Linked DNA regions of Danio rerio: region 2 is linked to region 1. A link is a contact called in public Hi-C data. All regions are on one chromosome and are shown on one strand. Each heading gives the region's core, a stretch centred on a gene start, on an enhancer-like site or on the middle of the called end of the contact. The rest is flanking DNA. Distances are from core to core; before and after follow the strand shown. Region 1 holds the start of myoz1a (myozenin 1a). Region 2 overlaps ldb3a (LIM domain binding 3a).

Region 1 (3,698 bases), core at 816-3,315:
GAAAAAAAAATCTGAGGCCTTCTAACATTAAGGGAACAAAAGACTGAGGTTTTAAGAAAGGAAATCAGTATATTAATGTGTGTTAGATATTAAGAGAGGATGAATAAATAATGATTGCAGTTCTGGCAGGTGAGAAGATTTCATTTTTAAAACATCTCCTTTTATAAGTTACATGTAGAAACTGAATCAGAAGAAAGCAAAAGTAGACTGGGTGTTGAAATCTTGAGCCATTTTGTGTTTTTCCATGTTAGTCTGTCATCATGTTTTATATTAGACTAAAGCTTTTTTTAACCGCTCTTAATTTTGGCTGTTGTACAATTCATTGAATCAGTGTGTCCGTCTTCCTTACATTTGCTTTGTGTTTAATGTCTCTTGTGCTTATGATGAGCTCAGTTGAACTTTGGCACATAAGTAATTCTGAAAACTGAAAGTCTCATGCATTTCTAATTCAATAGTTGAGTAGTTTGAATAAAACATGCCTGAAATAGTAAAGAAATGTGTTTGTGTCATTCCAAGTCACTTGTATGTAATGCAGACATGATCTAAACATCTCACATGTTCACAAACGATTAGAAAAAAATCTATTTGTTTTATAAATAGTCATTTTTTATTTCACTGACACTATAATGCTTCTGATTATAATAACTGACGATATGCGGCAGTGTGTCTCTTTTTGTCTTACAACAGTGTTGTTGCACTAAATGGGACTAATCACCACATGGTGGCGCTTGCGTCCCACTGTTACTAATATAAATCTGGTTATGTGTTAGAGCAAGAGTATTTCAGTTTCTCACTCTTTATGAAACACCAAGACACTAGTTCAATTGAACCATCATGATGAAATTAACGTTATATCAGGAAAAGGAAAACACTAAACTTGGTTGGTAATTTTCTAACAAAATTATTTGGCAAAAATAATATGGCTCACAGAAAATGGGTTTTATTTAAATACATAAAAAGGAACAAAAAACAAAAAGCATACAGGAAATACACCTTTCATTAGCAGCAATTATCTGATATGCTTCTATGCATTCTTACAATGAAACAATGGTGCAGCAACTAAGCACAAATAAGAACATTAGTTTGACTTAGCTATAAATGTTCCTTGGCTGGACATTACTTTTTGCCACTGTTGTGTCCAAGTTTATAATCAAAAGCCAATGTCGCCTCTAAACATAGTGGAGTGCATGAGTCGACTACAGCTGAAACTGGCACCATTCTCATGCATATGCAGAGCACCATCCTATATTTAGGGCTGATAATGTTCAGGCACTTTTTATGGCTGCTCCAAGGCGCTTTCCCTGCTTAGATTCTATTTATGAGTAGATCCTTCCTGAATTGACAGATGGAGAGACTCTGACAATTTTTCAGTTTTATAGGGTGCAAACGATATGTGAATAATTATATAATAAGCATTGTCTCTGAGCAAAGTGGAAAAGTGCCTTGTAAAATATATTTCTTTACTGGCAAGGAAGTTGTGGTGTAATTATTTTAGTTATAAAATTAAAAATCTTACTGAACTATTATTATTTATATATGTCCAGGTTGTTACAGAAGCAGAAACACAGCTGATTTTCTCATTCACCCAATAACATATTAGAACCATGTCAGACTAATGTAACAGTGGCTTCCCCGTCCAACACTGACCCTCTAAGAGCTTAAATCATTATCATAAAAACACATTTAGCACAGCTAGGGACCCGTTATTGGTTTTAAAATGTGAAAATCCCCTGACAAGTTGAAGGAGATTAACCAAAGAACAAAAAGTGCAAATCTACCGCAACCCTTTTGCCCCGTGAAGTTATTTGATAACTATGTGCAATCAGCCGCTCTCTCTCCTTCTCTCTATATTTAGCCAATGAAGCATCTGCAAGAAAGATATTAGTCTCTTGATATTCCCATCAGCAAAGTGCTGTGCAGACCAAATGGGTCCCCCTTTACCCCTCACTCCCCCTTCTTACCCGGACTCTCCCTCCCCCCGTGAAGATCTGCCATCCAAGTCCCAACTGGATTTTGCACGCCTTAGGTTCTTGATCCAGCCACAGGTCAAAGGTACCCTGGAATTGGTAAACTTCTCAGCCACACGCCTTTTCCTATTTTCACTGTACCTTTGAGACCAGTTCTTGGTAAGTGGATTATGCTATATTTTTTCTGTCACTTCACTAACCGCACACACTGACACCGTTCAACTAACAGCTGCATGAAGGCAATGAAAACACGACCAGCAATAACTTCAGATACCCTAATAGTTTTGTAAGCCCAGACGATACCGTTTGCACTGATTGGAGAAATCAAGGTTGAATGATACCTGAGGTGGCTTTTTGCTTCTAGAATGTGGGAATATGCTAAACACTCCCACCCTGCCTGGTATATGATTTTATGTGGAATGCAGAGCCTGTACTGTCCAGCTGGGGGAACTTAAGACTGGTGGACCCCAGCTTGTGATTATTTTACAGGGTGGGCCATTGCACCCCCTTCGTCACACCACAACATCATCAATCTGTGGTGTCATATCAGTTTGAGGGAGATTTCCGATTTCTTCAAAGCATTAAACCACAGTGAATGTGTTTATGCTTGTATGTTTGTGACCAATCCTGAGTATCTGACAATAAAACAGACACCACGACTCGTCACTAAAAGGTCTTGCTTTAAAAATAGCCATACTGTATTGAGTTACAGTCAAGTCGTTGCAATGTTTGCCATTAACAGAGTCTTATACTAGCAGAATAATCTATATGCAGGCATATATGTGCAGGAAAGTTGGTGGAAAAAATAAATAAAATCTTCTGCTGTACCATGATTTGGACCTTCAAATGCAGATTTTAATCTGATTTGTTTGCGTAATTAGTTTAAAATGTATGTGTTGAATACTTGAGAACATATCATTGAATTAGAATAATGTAAACACTTTGTGTGTGTATTATTTTCTTCAAATTCAGCAGACCGGAGTCAGTTATGCTTACACCATATCTTAAGACATTGTCCAGATGCTTAACTATATAAGACCTTTCACTTGTTTTTTTTTTTTTTTTTAAATATTCTTGTGTGTAGGGCTAATTTTTCATCTGTCTCATCCCAAGCCTCTGTTGCTAATTTCATAATGTCATGCTTAGCTATTAATGTAGACTTGAGCAATTAATAACCGTTATTAATGCAGTTATTAAAATATAGAGAGAGACAGTGAGAGATTGACTGAGCTTGTGTGAATTACATATGCATCTGTGTGTGTCTCTACTAATAGTGAAACCACACTAGAGAGAAAAGTTATGTAGCTTTTAGCTATATAACTATTTTATTGATACAATTGTACATTTAATAAATAAAGGTTCTTAATATCACTGATGTTTCCATTAAGAACTTTTAACATCTGAAAAGCCTTTCCGTAATCACTTCCACAAAATATTTTTTATAAGGTTCGCAAGGTTCTGTAGATTTGCAAAATATTCTTCAGACTTACAAACATAACTTTTTTTAAAAGAGTTCTCTAAAAGTTTGTTTGGGCAACAAAAATAGTTTTTCTATGCATTATTCTGAAAACCCTTGTTTGGAGCCCTTGTTTTTAAGAGTGTGTATGAAAGAGATCTTTCTATGCATTATAAAACATACTTTAGAGACGAAAACCTGTTATTTTTATTTTATAGTTTAATATATTGATTTGTTTGCTCAATGAGGACGTTTACATGGACACAAATAAAACA
Region 2 (3,542 bases), core at 338-2,837, 240 kb after region 1:
AAAGTTATATTTATAAAATGATCTGGTTTTGCCATGAAATAGCTAGGGAGACTGATATGGCAATAAATTCAACATTCTCCCTCTCGTTACTATAATGCTATAAACAAAATTTGAAAAGGCTAGGCAAATTGAAATTTGCAAATAGAATTTTCTCCATAATTATTGCAATTATTGCATAATGTTTGTAGGGTTAGGCAAATGGTAAATATATCATTTATGTGACATTAATAAATATAGCTTATTTTTACAAAAAGAATGCTGTACTTTCAGGTGTACTGGCCATGTAAATTGCAGGTTGTAATATCTAAAGCATTACCATTAGGCACAATCACTGTTGTGGTTATAACTCAGGCCCACCTGGTTGCTAATTTTGCTCTTTGACAGAAGAATGGCAGCGGTCATGCAGCATTCAGAAAAGACAGGTTACATCTGTTACATTGACTCCACTCCCCACTGCAGACAAGAGAGAGAGAGATCTAGTTAAGGCTTCAAGCCTCTGAATGAATGCACAAGACAAATTTGAGCTGACGCTTCAGTTTTCCCTTCAGTGGCCCTCCTTCAGGTACAATGATCGGGGTATAGGAGATGATGCGTCCACCAGAGGACTCAAAGTGAAAAGTTAGCTGTAAGAATGGATTTTAAAGCTTTATTCAGTAGTTTGAGGTCAATAAGACATGTTTCTTTTGAAAGAAAATACAAATTATGTTCAGAGAGCATAAATTAAATTGATTAAAAGTAAAGGGATTAATAATGCTGCAAAAGCTTTGTGTTTCAAATAAATGATGTTCTTTTAAACATTCATGTCTTTGACAGTTTCTAGGTAACATCTTTTTCTGTCTATTTTCTATTCTTTCTTTTTTACATAATAATGTTGCTCTGCTTCTTTAAGATATTGTTTTTTTATCATCTTTTCCCTCTTCTAACAGAATTCTACTCTGACATTCCAAGACACTTTCTTTCGGTGTCTTCATTTACAAGTCGTGTGGATAAAAGTGTCTGCCAAATTAATGATTGTAAATACAAATATTAAATATTAAAGCTACTGGAATATTCAGTAGCAAAACTATGCATTAGCCAGAAATGTCATATAATCATTTATAAAAACATTTACCATAAAAATACTGAAAGATTTTTTTCTCAACTTAAGTATTTCTTAATAAGCTAATCAGCATCTTAGAAAGATTTCTGAAGGATCGTGACACTAAAGGCTGAAGTAATAAATGTTTTGCTTTGCAAATGCGGGTATAAAAAGACATCTTTAAAGAACAGACTTCTAGATCTCATTGTTTTGAGCAGTAGTCTTTTTGCTTTATTGTTTCTCTAAAAAAAAAAAAAAAAAAAAAACTCTGCAAGCCGTCATTTTGAGACATTAAAAGCACTGTATATCACTTTCCCAGTTTGACCGTTTCAGTTCCACCTTGTAACCTCAAAGCAATGCACTTTGGCTGTACTGTAGTGGATTAGGGGAATGGATGACATTGTCCTGTACCCCTCTCCGTTTACTCTCTTCCTCATACGAGTCAAAAAGGGTCTCGGCGTGTGTCACAGCACAGAGGAAATCTCAGGCTGTGGAGTGATACAGTTACACAGTCACTATAGAGACTGGTCAGGGAGCACCTGTTGCAGCGCTCGCTATAAAAGGCTATGGAATGTCAGGGTTCAGTTTCTTAACTTCACCGATACTGCATCCCCCTCACTCCCTCCTTACACATCTTTGCAAGGAGGCTCTCACATTAAAACCCATTTTTCTTTTTCAATGATTTATTTGTTTGTCCTTTTGAAAATGATTCACTATTGTGTGAGCACAAATATGTTGTTTTTAGTCTGGCAAACACACATACACACACTCAAACTGAAGAATGGTTTTACTTCTTAAAGAGATTCTAAAATGTTCATTAAAAACATAAAGCTGTCATTGTTTTCTAATCCTCAAGTTGTTGTTTTATTGTGATAAACTATAAAAATGGTACTTTGCAAAATCTTGGCCTTCAGACATTTAATGGAAGTCTGTGAATTTGATCAACTGTTTGTGTTACCAACATTTCTCTAATTTTCTTTCTATTGTGTTCAGCTTAAGACTAAAACTTAAACTTGTATAGATTTGAAAAATGTTTAGAGTGTGTATAATTAATTTTTGGCTGAACTATCAATCTGAAATATGTGTGAACTGTGTAATTTCTGTTCTACAAGTAGAACTGACATATTTGAGTATGCCAAAAGGGGAAACTTTAACTAAATCAATGGAATCCCAGGCTTATTAAATGTAAATGCATGACTTCCTCTATATTTCTGCAAAGTGAAACACATTGTTTCTCATAACAGTTACAGTGCTCAGCATACTGTATATAAGTTCACCCCTCAAAAATCTATTTTTTAAATTCATATTTTTAATAGGAAGCTATACAATATTATATTTGTGCATTAGATTAGTCAGAAGCCAAATCTGGAGCTTATGTAACAAAATAACTTATAATAACAGTCCAAAAACTAGTACACCCAAATTAATATGTTCTAGAAAAATATTAAATTCAAATTGGAAAAAAAGGAAGAATCAAGAGAAGCAAAAAATGTTACAATTTTGTAGATTGTAATTTAATTTTTTTATTTTTTGTAATATTTAGCTTGAATTTAATTGTATTATCTTTTAATTTCTAAATATGTTTGGTGACTAAAATATTGTTATAATAAATATATCTGTTTAATAAACCTCTTTGTTTAAATGCACCAAAATACATTGCCTATATTCACTGAGAAATGAAGAAAAATATTAATTTTCAATACGTGGTGTACTCAATTATGCTGAGCATCGTATAAGTTCATAAATGAATTATCAAGATGGATATTTACATGACATACTATAGTTGGAGTATTTTGAGATCAAAACATTGTATAATAATCTCTCATCAAATTTGAGTGAAAGGGACAAAAGTTATTAGTGTTGTATTACCTTAACCGTACGTTTCACATGCAAACCACTGTGGAATATGTTTATAGGTCCTACATTGTTGCTGTTTTGCACCAATCTAGTCAGAGTCAGAGTGGATAACCTGGGGAAAATGGGAAATGTTTGTCAACTAATTATTTTACAGTTTGGCTCTCAGTACTGTCACCTTTAGAATACATCTTATAAGATTCCACACATTGAGAAGCATTCATCAGCACAATGCTTCACTGTTAAACTTAAAATGAGTTGCTAACCAATGCACTTGTTTCTTTTTCCTTTTGCCCCTTGTAGGTTATTACCCACGCTCCTGCCAAGTTAGTAACAGCCTCCTGGCATAGCATTGTAGTGCTCTGTGTGGTATACATGCATGGAATTGTTTGGAACTGCCTTTGTGGTGTCTTATCAACAATAAAGTGTGGTTAGTGAGATTTGTCTTCCTGTGCAAACAGAGCTTGCTTTAATGGTCCACTAATGCTTAATGTAAACCTATACTACAACACAGTGAAACAGAATCTGTGCTGGGTATATATAAACGTACTGCTTGGGTATATGTATTTATGAGGAACCTAGCACTGTGATGTTGTGTGTGAGTGTGTTT

Evidence for each region. Hi-C and Micro-C count contacts between places; a contact is called where the count stands out from the background.
Region 2: a contact with region 1 is called in a Hi-C map of embryo, with 2.8 times the contacts expected there. The contact joins the enhancer-like site here to the promoter of myoz1a in region 1. A contact is called at or near these places in 3 of 18 Hi-C or Micro-C datasets (caudal fin and embryo) and 1 of 4 datasets of contacts at active chromatin or transcription factors (caudal fin).

What each region holds. Positions count from the first base shown.
Region 1 is chr13:25,408,878-25,412,575 of GRCz12tu, forward strand. myoz1a (myozenin 1a) reads left to right here and starts at 2,066. Exons shown (of 6, transcript NM_205678.1): 1 at 2,066-2,126. synpo2la (synaptopodin 2-like a) reads left to right here. Exons shown (of 4, transcript XM_687207.9): 4 at 1-496.
Region 2 is chr13:25,650,429-25,653,970 of GRCz12tu, forward strand. All of the region lies in intron 4 of ldb3a (LIM domain binding 3a), which reads left to right. Among named protein-coding and RNA genes, the nearest start is that of ldb3a, 36 kb to the left of the region's middle. Within about 2 kb of position 1,588, at least 5 of the 62 cell types and tissues checked have an H3K27ac peak or open chromatin away from gene starts, as enhancers often do.